Regions from separate parts of the Sus scrofa genome. Here region 1 is linked to region 2. A link is a contact called in public Hi-C data. All regions are on one chromosome and are shown on one strand. Each heading gives the region's core, a stretch centred on a gene start, on an enhancer-like site or on the middle of the called end of the contact. The rest is flanking DNA. Distances are from core to core; before and after follow the strand shown.

The links. Hi-C and Micro-C count contacts between places; a contact is called where the count stands out from the background.
Region 1: a contact with region 2 is called in a Hi-C map of omental adipose tissue, with 2.1 times the contacts expected there. The contact joins two enhancer-like sites. A contact is called at or near these places in 26 of 47 Hi-C or Micro-C datasets (adipocytes, adipose tissue, alveolar macrophages and 17 more) and 2 of 2 datasets of contacts at active chromatin or transcription factors (alveolar macrophages and skeletal muscle).

Annotation. Positions count from the first base shown.
Region 1 is chr4:107,332,088-107,338,273 of Sscrofa11.1, forward strand. All of the region lies in intron 1 of LOC110260343 (a long non-coding RNA gene), which reads right to left. Among named protein-coding and RNA genes, the nearest start is that of TRNAE-UUC, 160 kb to the left of the region's middle. Within about 2 kb of position 3,209, at least 4 of the 83 cell types and tissues checked have an H3K27ac peak or open chromatin away from gene starts, as enhancers often do. A contact at or near this core is called in omental adipose tissue, where this site is marked.
Region 2 is chr4:106,888,943-106,894,835 of Sscrofa11.1, forward strand. It overlaps MAGI3 (membrane-associated guanylate kinase, WW and PDZ domain-containing protein 3), which reads right to left. Exons shown (of 21, transcript XM_001925127.7): 19 at 4,765-4,908. Among named protein-coding and RNA genes, the nearest start is that of PHTF1, 83 kb to the left of the region's middle. Within about 2 kb of position 2,954, at least 3 of the 83 cell types and tissues checked have an H3K27ac peak or open chromatin away from gene starts, as enhancers often do. A contact at or near this core is called in omental adipose tissue, where this site is marked.

The DNA of each region.
Region 1 (6,186 bases), core at 1,959-4,458, 440 kb after region 2:
CGGTGGCTGCAGCTCTGATTAGACCCCTAGCCTGGGAACTTCCATATGCCGCGGGAGCAGCCCTAGAAAAGGCAAGACACAAAAAAAAAAAAGAAAAAAAAGAATGGAGGAAAAGTAGAGATGAGGGGGCAATAGAGAGGCAGAAAGCCCTTCCCCACTTCTAGATCAGTCTGGGGCCCAACCAGAGGCCATCCTATAGCTAAGCCTCCCCACCTGCTCTCCTTACCTCCTCCCCGCTCCGCACTGCGTTCCATCTGCCCCTCCTGCCCCAGGTGTGCTAGGTCTGCTCCTCCAGGAGGCTGGGTCTGGCCCCTCATAATCTGGCCCAGGTGTAGCAGACATTTGTCGTTTGGGGGGTGTTCATTCTCTCCAACTTCACGTCGTTGCCTTCCTTGCCCTTTGGGGAAAACTGCCCGTTGTAGATGGCTGCCCTGCCGCAGTGGGGGCTGAAGTGACCAGATCATGCCTTTCCCTGACCCAGAGCTGTGGGGAGAGGGGGAGTGGATACACAGACCTGACCAACTGCAGACTCTCTCCTAGACTGGGACCTTGGGCGAGAGCCAGCGGGCAGGCTGCCAAGTTGTGCCAGCCCAAGCACTTCCATGGGGTGGCCCTGCCTACGGCTTCATTGCCTGGCCACTGACCGACCGACCGATGGCTCTTGTCCCATTTTCCAGGCCCAGCCCTTCAGCCTCTCCCTTGGAGGATTCTGATATTCTTGCTGGTAATTTCTTCTTTGCTTAAGAGTGTCAGGGAAGATTCTGCTGTTTGCAATCAAGAACCCCATTCAGCAGTTCTCGTTGTGGCTCAGTGGTAACGAACCCAACTAGTGTCCTGAGGATGAGGACCGGGGTTTGATCCCTGGCCCCTCTCAGTGGGTTAAGGATCCAGCTTTGCTCAGAGCTGCGGTATATGTCACAGAGGCAGCTCGGATCTGGCATTTCTGTGGCTGTGGTGTAGGCCAGCAGCTGCAGCTCCAGTTTGACCCCTAGCCTGGGAAGCTCCATATGCCACGGGTGCAGCCCTAAAAAGAAATAACCCCAATCATACCCTATGACCTAGCAATTCCACGTCTAGGTATATATCCAAGAAAAATGCTAAGTCTATGCAAAAATTTGCACATCAGTGTTCATAGCAGCACTCCTCATGATAGCCAAACAGCGAAGACAACTCAAATGTCCATAAACTGATAGATGAGTCACTGAAACGTAGTATATCCATACATTGGATTATCATTAAGCCATACAAAAGCATGAAATATGGATACATGCTACAGCAGGAATGAACTTTGAAAATATTATGCTAAGTGAAAGAAGCCAACACAAAAGACCACATATGATTCCATTTATGAAAAATGTCCAGAACGGATAAATCTACAGAGATAGAAAGTAGATTAGCTATTGCCAGGGCTTGGGGGGAGGGGGATTACTAATGGGGCTGATATTGGTGGTGATAAATATTCTAAAATTTTGCTCAACAAACCCATCTACAAAACAGAAACAGACACACAAACAAGGAGAACAGACTCGTGGCTGCCAAGGCATGGGGGAGGGAGAGGGATGCAACCGGCGTTTGAGGTTCGTAGATGCAAAACAAACTATGACATTTGGAATGGATAAACAATAAGGCCCTGCTGTATAGCACAGGGAGCTCTATCCAATCTCCTGGGATAAACCATAATGGAAAGGAATAAACATTTTTTTAAAAGAGAATGTATACTGGAGGTCCTATCATGGCACAATGGAAATGAATCCGACTAGGAACCATGAGGTTGCAGGTTCAATCCTTGGCCTCGCTCCGTGGGTTAAGGATCCTGTGTTGCTGTGAGCTGTGGTGTAGTTTGCAGACGTGGCTCGGATCTGATGTTGCTATGGTGTAGGCCGGCAGCTGTAGCTCTGATTCGACCCCTAGCCTGGAACTTTCATAAGCTGCAGGTGCGGCCCTAAAAGGCAAAAAAAAAAAAAAAAGAGAGAGAGAGAGAGAATGCATAGGAGTTCCCTGGTGGCTTAGCAGGTTAAGGATTTGTCTTCATCACTGCTGTGGCTCAGGTTCAATCCCTGGCCCAGGAACTTCTACATGCCACAGGCCCAGCCAAATAAACCAAAAAAGAGATCTTTTTAGAACGTAGTACTCTTTTAACTATATCAGAGCAGACCACGGGGCCAGACTTTTTGGGGTGAATGTAACCTGCTGAAACAGGTCGTACATGTAACCGCCACATTTGCCTCTGGGCAGAAACAGTACAGAGAAAGGGACACTAATGTGGCTTCTGTGATGAATTTTTTTTTCTCATCTTTTTAGGGCCGCACCCACGGCATATGGAAGTTCCCAGGCTAGGGTCAATAGAAGCTATAGCCACCGGCCTACACCACAGCCACAGCCACGAAAGATCCAAGCTGCATCTGCAACCTACACAACAGCTCACAGGAATGACAGATCCTTAACCCACTGAGTGACGTCAGGGATCGAACCCGCAACCTCATGGATGCTAGTCAGATTCATTTCCGCTGAGCCACAACCAACGGGAACGCCCTGTGATGGAAATTGTATCCGCTGAATTTCTAGCATTTCTATATGTCAATAATAAACAGTAAAAAAAAAAAAAAAAAAAAACAAAAACAAAAAAAAAAAAACCTGTACTTCATTATACACATTCCACTAATATTTACTAGTTGAAAATTTCTACTCCCCACTAGTCAGGGGCACATCTTTCTTATTCATTCCTGTGTCTGCTGTGCTTGGCCCAGTATTTGGCACAGAGTCGGCCCCCACTGAGTTTCCGTTTAATTTACTAACAGCCTCTTGCCTCCAAGGTCTTCAGGCCCAGGTGTGTGCGGTGGGGAGGTAGAATGAGGCGGGCTAAGACAAGCCCGCAGGCAAGAGCAGGCTCAGCACCGGGTCCAGGCGCCTGCCCTGAAGACAGGAGGAGGCTGGTCAGCCCTTGAGTCCTGTACCCTGCACAGATCGCCAGGGACCCTGAATCCTCTGCCGTGCAGCAGTCAGCTGCCGCCACCCAGGTCCCTCTGCGGAGGTGATTTCAATCTGTCCAGATCGGAGAGCAGAGCAGTGATGCATTTATTCCACCAAACAAATAACTGTTGACAGCCAGCCCCACGCAAAGCCCAGTGCCAGGCCCCGTGGAGGAGACAGATGTAACCCGCATGGAGTGGCATGCGGGGCTTCCAAATGCACGAAGCCACCAGCCTAGGTCTGCCAGCTCCTCGTGCAGTGTTCTCGCCACAGCACTGCCTTCCAAAAGCAATGTCCCAGCTGCCAGGATTAGGAACATTCTTCTGCCATATCCTCTGGAAGACTGCATCTGAGACTTCCGCTTGAGGGCCCAGCGGTATGGCTGGGGCACGGACTTCCAGGGACGGCTGGGGTCAGTGGCCAGGTGAGGTCGGTGGGCAGGAGGCACCAGCTCTCAGAGAGCTAGACCAGGTCAGATGCTGGGTTAGCGCTGGGGAGCCAAGGGCAGAGGGAGGAGCAGGTGAGCCAGCCTGCAAAGGGCTGTGTTGGGGGCTGGTTCCTGGCAGGGGAGGGAGCACTCCTCCCTGAGGTAACAAGGCCACAAGCTCCTGCTGCAGCCCCTGCCCCTCTTGGGACCAGCCATGACAATGGGCCTGGCCATGATAATGAACCTGAAGGCTTCCTGCTTTCTGCCTCAGGGATCAGCACCCCTCTTCCCAGGAGGTGTCTACCCTTCAGGCTTCCCCGAGCCAAGGACCCCCTCTGGATGCCTGCACTCCCTTCCCTAAGACCAGCCACTGTGGATTCGGTTGTCCACCCCATTCTGAGACATTTCAGTTGTACAGGCAGACAGAGGATGGAGAACCAAGTTAAAGAGCTCTCAGGAATCCTAAGGAGATGATATGACGGCTGGTCTACATGGGATTTCTCAAGCCTGGCACTACTGACACCTGAGCCAGATCATTCTTTGCCCCTTGCAGTGTAGGAGGCTGAGTGGCTTCCCTGGCCTCTGCTTACTATGCAGTAGTGAGCAACTGCCCAGTTGTGACAACCAAAAGTGTTTCCAGACCTTCCCTCTCTCCCCGGTGGCTAAAATCATTCCCTGATGAAGAACCACTGTCCTATAAGATTCAAGTTTGACCCCTGGCTCCATCATTTGCTAGCTGGGTAAGCCCTGCAGTTTTTAATTGGGCCTCAGTTTTATCTGTAAAATGGAGATAATAATATCTACCTCGTAATATTGTTATGAAATAAATTATTACTTATAAAGAACAGTGTCTAGCACATCATAACCACTTAATAAATGCTACTGCTCTTAGCACCAGAAACCGAATGCAGATAAAGTGGAACATCAAAAAGACTGCTCCATAAATACCCATTGTAGTACAAAAATAAGAAATTAAATTAATTTGTTCTCTGCCCAGCTTTTTCCTGGTAACTTAAAATAAAAGCACACACTATTGGGCAATGTCTGAAAAAATTGTTTACAATGCAAAGGTAAATCCTTTTAATATTTAAAGAAATCATACAGATCAATTAATAAGCATTAATATCAAATTAATGGGGCAGAACATAGAGCACGTTTATAGGAGAAAATAACATGAAAAATTGCTCAACAAAGACGTAAAAATGTAAACAGCAACAAAAACCAACCTATTGAAAATGTCAGATTAACAGATAATAGGCAATGAACCTGATACTTTCATATATTGTAGCCAGAAACATGGCAAATTAAAATCAATTCAGGGATTAATAACCATTAAAATTGGAGGAAACACTAGAGAGGAAGAAGTTAATTTTATCAAGAACTCAAAATCAGATGGAGTGTCCACTTAAGCCACAAAGAGAAACCCGAGCTTCCGAGCAGCCACTGCAAAAATAAAAACACAGCCAAGAGAACTCAGCACCAGACCCTCCAGGGTCCATCTAGATCAAATGAGCATAGTTGACTGTTCAACCATCTTTGTTTTCCCAACATCCAAATAAGATAAACTTTTTTCACTAAGCCCAAGAAGAACTTTTATCACGTGAGTCCTAACACAAGGGCCTTGGGTAACAGAATTAGACCGTGTTTCAACAGCAGTCCTGAGACCTGTAACCCGTGCCTCACCTGTAATAAAAGCTCTTTCAGGCACCGCACACAACTCTAAACCTCTGCACTGGCCAAGAATGCGCCCCTCCTCCTTCACCAAGGAATGAATTCCCGGGATCTGCCTGCCCTTCCAGCCAAGTTGGGGCTGGCAGGGAAAGCAGCCTCTCTCCACTGCCTGCCCAGCTGTCCCGCAGGCCCCCTCCAGGGTGACTGGCAGCGCTGGTCACCAGGGCCTGCTGCCAGCTGCTTACACAGTCCTGATGGCTTGGCTCTCTGGTTGCGGCCCCTCAGTAAAGGGAGGCACATAGCAGAGCCTGGCACTGGGGGCGACAACGACCTTGTAGCCAAACTCCCCCAGCACTGTTCTGAATGGCTCCCTGGGGGCAGGTAGGGTGGGGAAGGGGCCAGCTCTGAGTGTGTGGAATAAAAGAAGTAGAGGCTCAGAGGGTCCCAAGGCAAAGGAAAACAGGCACCCAGGGAGTTCCCGTGGTGGCGCAGTGGTTAACAAATCCGACTAGGAACCATGAGGTTGCGGGTTCGGTCCCTGCCCTTGCTCAGTGGGTTAACGATCCAGCGTTGCCGTGAGCTGTGGTGTAGGTTGCAGACGCGGCTCGGATCCCACGTTGCTGTGGCTCTGGTGCAGGCCAGCGGCTACAGCTCCGATTCAACCCCTAGCCTGGGAACCTCCATATGCCGCAGGAGCGGCCCAAGAAATAGCAAAAAGACCAAAAAAAATTTAAAAAAAAGGAAAACAGGCACCCACATAGGATGCGGTGAAAGCAGCTTGCCCTCTTAACCTCACTGTGCCTCAGTTTCTTCTTCTGTAAAATGGGGACAATACGGACCCATAGGGTTATTAGGATTAATAGAGGTCTACATCCAAAGCGCTTAGAGCAATGCCTGGCACGCCGTAAATATTAGCTACTCTTACTGTTATTATTTTTGCCCTCTGTGCTCTTGTGTGTCTATCCTAGACTGAAGCAACACACCTCCAGTGCAGGGTGGCAATAGGAAAAGTTTTCGGAACCTTTTAATCACTGTGTAACTCTCAGCCTAGAGACAACCTATGGGACCCAGTACTAGTTCATGCTACACTAGAGGATCCTTAAGCATGGAGTACTAGT
Region 2 (5,893 bases), core at 1,704-4,203:
TTGCTGCACAGCAGAGACTGACAAACATTGTGAATCAACTATAATAGAAAAAATGAAAAATATTTTAAAAATAAAATGTAATTAAATCTGATAAGAAAAAATAAATGGGGAATATATCTTTTGATAAAAAAATACTCAAGGGGAGGTTTTTTTGTTTTGTCTTTTTTTTTTTTTTTTTAGGGCCACACCCATGGCATATGGAGGTTCCCCAGGCTAGGGGTTTAATCAGAGCTGTAGCCACCAGCCTACGCCACAGCCACAGCAACTCCAGATCCGAGCTGCATCTGCAACCTACACCACAGCTCACGGCAACGCCGGATCCTTAACCCACAGAGTGAGGCCTGGGATCGAACCCGCAACCTCAGGGTTCCTAGTCGGATTTGTTTCCGCTGCGCCACGATGGCAACTCCCTCAAGATCAGGTTTTTGTGTTATTGAAAAATGGAATTATGGGAGAAGAGAGAAATAAAAGGGAGAAAAAAATAGAATCAAAAGGAGAAAAGAAGAAGGATAAAGAAAATTGTGTTCCTTTTTTAAAAAAAGGTCACTCTTTTTAGATAGCCCTATAATTTTTAAAACAACATCCACTAAAAATGTATTAAAATGAAAAAACGGTGGAGCTCTCTGATGGCCCAGTGGGTTGAGGCTCCTGTGTTCTCACTGCTGTGGCTCTGGTATAGTGTAGGTTTGATCCTCAGCCTTGGAACTCCCACATACTGCCTGTGTGGCAAAAAAGAAAAAAAATACCCCCCCCCCAAAAAAATCAAGAGAGAACCTGAAATAAATGCTGCAACTCTTACTTAAAAAATAAAATGAAAAACCATATTTCTAACACATTGCTTACATTGTCTTATAACCCATTAAGAAACTACATGCCTCCCACAAAGGCATCACGTGTAAATGACACAAGCCAGGGCCTGACATGAAGGCACACAAAGTGGTGAGGGACCAGGGACCCAGGTCCCACCAGGTCCCACCATGGCTGTGACTTAGTTTCCTGGAGCCCCCGTTTTCAATCCTTAAGTGGGGATGATGCCACCTTCCTCACGGGGTTTCTGTGAGACTAAAACCAGTACAAGTGAAAACACATTGTCTCGAAGAGAGCAGACTCTTAATATTTGCCAAATCTGATTCTCCGATAAATACTGAAGTCGGGCACTCTTCTCTGATAGGAACTTCTCCCATTCAGCTGATTTCTCATTCCCTCAGCCCAGAACCTTTTTATCACCTCTCAAGTCTTAACAGGACTTAAGGACCAGCTGAAGACACACTAAACGTACAGATCCTCTCAACAGCTTTCCAGCTATATTAAAAGTTAACATTTTCTTCCTTTAGGGAATTCCACTGTTATATGTGTTTGCGCAAGTCCTGTCTACCCAGTAATAAGTTCTGGGAGTTAATCTCAAATATTGAAAAAAAGTTCTTTTCTGGAAATATCAACCATGCACCCTATCACCCTATTCTTTCAACAAATATCTATGGAGCACCTACTAGCAATATTCAGGGCACTATTTCAGGTGCTACAGTACAAGCACAACAGTTGTCAGCCTAACAGAAAAAACACAGGAGGCCACGGAGACAAGAGGCTGCTCAGGGGCAGTGTCGGCTGGAGAAAAACGCTCAGTTCTTTGGGGCCACCTGAGTCACTTGTCATCAACAAAGCTCCCATGATCGTCATGCCAAGTCAAGCTTTTGATAATTTAGTCGCCAGAAAAACAATTCCCTGAAACACAGACCTATTTTCTTAAGAGTTTAGAACAAACCTGGGCACAGCTGTTAAGAGCTTATTTTTGTTTTCAAATCTCAGAGTTTTTTTTTTTTTTTTTTAAATTCAAGCTGATTCAATCATAGCATTCTAAAATTTCTGATCATTTATAAAGAATACTGTGTTTCAGAAATAGACTGTGAATCCTTCAAGGCCTCTGTTTGCCTTTTATTTGATGAGATTAGTACATCGAGGATTCTACTGAAACCAACATTTCAATTATATCCTCATTTTTTAGTTTAATTGGATTTTTGTGATAACAATAGGTGTTTTTGTTTTGTTTTTTGCTTTTTAGGGCCCCACCCGTGGCATATGGAGGTTCCCAGGCTAGGGGTCAAATCAGAGTTACAGCTGCCGGCCTACACCACAGCCACAGGATCTGAGCCATGTCTGCGACCTACACCACAGCTCACGGCAACACCAGATCCCTGAATGACGCCAGGGATCGAACCTACAACCTCATGGTTCCTAGTCGGATTCATTTCCACTGTGCCACAATGGGAACTCCTACAATAGGTGACTTTTAAGAAAAACTCCAGATTTAACAGTGCCTCAAACTGCTCTTACTAAAACTTTAAGACGACATGTAAATAAATGTGTATTTTACATGTACATGTGTGTTTTACAGATTAGGAAACTGAGGTTCAGAGAAGATACCCAACTGTACATGGCTGCAGGGTGGCCAAACTGGAGTCCGAGCCTTGTCCTATCTGATTTCCAACCCATGTTCTCCCCACATTATTCAACTGTCTCTACAAGAACGTGAACTGTGGGGAGAGCCAGCAGCTCTTGATCAGCTTCAGCTACAGGCACGGATGGGCCATCGGCCCCCCTCTCCAGCTCTGGTCTGCTGCTCCCCAGTCTCACCCTCCCCATTTTCTCTGCCTTCTCTGGCCCACTCATGACAGGCCTTCCCCAGAGTCCTGCCCCTGCTCACACCTCTCTCGATTTTCCCCTTTGGGGATTGCATCCACAGAGGCAGCAGCAGTCATCACCTCTGTCTGCTTGATGCCACAACCTGGGACGTGACCTCTCGTCCTAACGGCCTGCTAAATATTTACACCTGCTCATGGTGCTGGTCCTTCAACATGACCCAAACTTAAGAGATCATCAGTTTCGCCACGTCCTTCCTCCCACTGGCCTCCCTAGCATTTTGCCCACAGTGCGCAGCACAGGGCGAAGCCTCTAAGCCGTCCTTCCTCTTTCTTTTCCTTCATTCTTCACTCATTCAATACTTGTCAGTCATCGAAACTGGTCTTTTGTTCAGGGTGACCATTCAAATTACACTCCCACCACTACGACCGGATGCCTTCTCTACAGCGGGCTCTACCCCCTCACCCATCCTACACACTAACAGACCCAGTGCACCAGCGTATCGCTCTGAGAGGGAACTCATGGCTCAAAAGCCTTCTGGGACTTCCCATTCTCTTAGATGTACATAGTGTTGAGCCAGCCTACTTTTATATTCTTCTTTCTTTATTCCCCTATGAAGTTTCTAAACAGACTCCAGGTAAACCTGACCACTGGGTAGTTCCCTCTATGCAGTGTGTACTTGCTTAGTTTTACCCTTTTGCTCATTTCTTCAGCCTGGACTGTGTTCTTTCCTTCATTTCTCCCTATTCAATTCCTACCCACCGTCGATGCCACCTATTCTGTGAAACTGGCTCTGTTCATACCCACCTTTGAACTTGTACAAAAGTCTAGTCAGCCATCCAGAGAAAGGATGCTCTCTTGTTTGGGGGTTACTCTCCTGAGGCCTTCAGTACGATGTCTAAGTCCTTGGGTAAAGCAAACGCTCAGTACATGTTTATGAAATGAGTGAGGGAAGGGGAGCAGTGATGTGGCAAATTCAAAACTGCAATCACCCAGAAGACTTTTCTAATCATTATGAGAATATACCATCTAACAATATCCCAGCATCATTTGCCTTGCTAACTAGTTTACATGGTTAAAGGAGAAAAAAAGAAGAAGAGAAAGAAAAATTCCTCCTTCCCTGAAGCTTAGGGTAGTAGAGAGATGAAGTCCAAAGTTCTCTTGAGTAGCAGGGATGAATGCTGCCCAGATTTAGAAATGTTTAGTGTATAACCTAACCGAGTATCAGTGAATGAACTGTTTTTTAAAAATTGAGGCCAGCAAGTGTAGATTCCTTTAAGTGACAGAGAGGGAAGGAAAACATCTCATGCAGATCCACACACAATTTGGCCCGCAATGCTCTGGACTAAGCTACAGCGTGGAGTTCCCGTTGTGGCTCAGAGGAAGTGAATCTGACTAGTATCCATGAGGACCCAGGTTTGATCTCTGGCCTCACTTAGTGGGTTAAGGATCCAGCGTTGCCCTGAGCTGTGGTGTAGGCTGCAGATGCGGCTCGGATCCCGACTTGCTGTGGCTCTGGTGTAGGCCAGTGGCTACAGCTCTGATATGACCCCAGCCTGGGAACCTCCATATGCCCCGGGTGCGGCCCTAAAAACAAACAAACAAAAAAACCCCAAACCAAAAAAACAAAACAAAGCTACAGTGTTGCAGACTCGAGAACAGCTATGCTAGAACACTGCTGATGTGACTTCCAGTCCTGAGAATGATAGTAAAGGTTGGGAGAGTCATGCTTTTCCACTCTGGCTGCCTCCAGAAGATGCTAAGAGGAAGAACGAAAATCTTGGGCCTATTGTTTTTGGAAGAAGTCAATGAATCTGTTTCATCCTGGTTCCCCCAAGACACTTAATAAGATGAAGGTACATTTATTATCCATTTGCCTTTGAATGTTGACTCTGTACGTAAAAAATGATTTTCTCTTCCTGACCAACGTCATGCAGCCAAAGCGGCATCGCTGTGATGCCGGACCGCACCCGCGGGGAAGGAAATCACGAGCATCTGCCCTTCAGGCTTTAGTGATGGAAAATCTTGCTTCATAGATTCAGGAGGTCTCTGCGTTCCCTTTCATCACCTATTTTCAGAAGTTTCCGGTCTGGAGCCAGAACCAAAGGCTGCAAGAAGGCGACTCACGTGAATTCTGCCGTCTTTGATGGCAGGACCGTCCTCGGCGAGACGCAGGATGAAGAGCCCCATGTTGTACTCCTTCCCGCCCCTGAGGCTGAAGCCAAAGCCCCGGGGGCCTCGCTCCAGCTCCACTGGGTAACAGCCAAGGCTCTAGACAGAAAGGAGTGTAAGAGAAACAAGTCTGCATGGGCCACTGTATTAAGCCTCAAGAAACACTGCTTTGATGGCTGGAAGAAATGATTTATAGTCTCAATATGCATTTCTTTTTTGTTGTTGCTGAATATTATTCATTTACAATCCGGTGTTAGTTTCAAGTGATTCAGTTTTGCACACTCACGTGTATATTCTTTGTTCAGATTCTTTTCCATTATAAGTTATTACAAGACACTGAATATAGTTCCCTGTGCCATACAGTAGGTCCATGTTGTTTATTTTATATACAGTGGTGTGGATATATATATAACTCTCAAACTCCTAATTTCTCCCCCCTCCCAACCCCACTACTCCCTTTGGTAACCATAAGTTTGTTTTCTAAGTCTGTGAGTCTATTTCTGTTTTGTAATTGAGTTTGTATCTTTTTTAAAAAAATTTAAAATTTTTATTTATTTATTTTTTGCTTTCTTTTAGGGCCGCATACAGCATATGGAAGGTCCCAGGCTAGGGGCTGAATCGGAGCTACAGCTGCAGGCCTCACCACAGCCACAGGCGATCCGAGCTGTGTCTGTGACCCACCGCAGCTCACAGCAACACCGGATCACTGACCCACTAAGCAAGGCCAGGGATCGAACCTGCATCCTCATGGCTACCAGCCAGATTCATTTTCACTGCGCCGCGACAGGAACGCCCTCGTTATTTTTTTTTAGATGCCACATATAAGTGATATCATATGATAGCAGTATTCACTTCTGTATCATAGGAAGGAAGGTAAGTTTTGGTTGAGGGGCTACGTAATTTCTATAAATGCAGCCTAGATCAATTTGAAGACCTCACATCTTCTCTACTAGTTGGTCAATGTGCAGCAGAACAGAATTTTGGAAAGTGCTTCCTTTAAGTAGATTTTGACTAATTTTCCTGAAAAAAGACCCCCCCCATCCTACTCTGACGAGCCAGAACACTGCTATTTCTAGGAAATTAA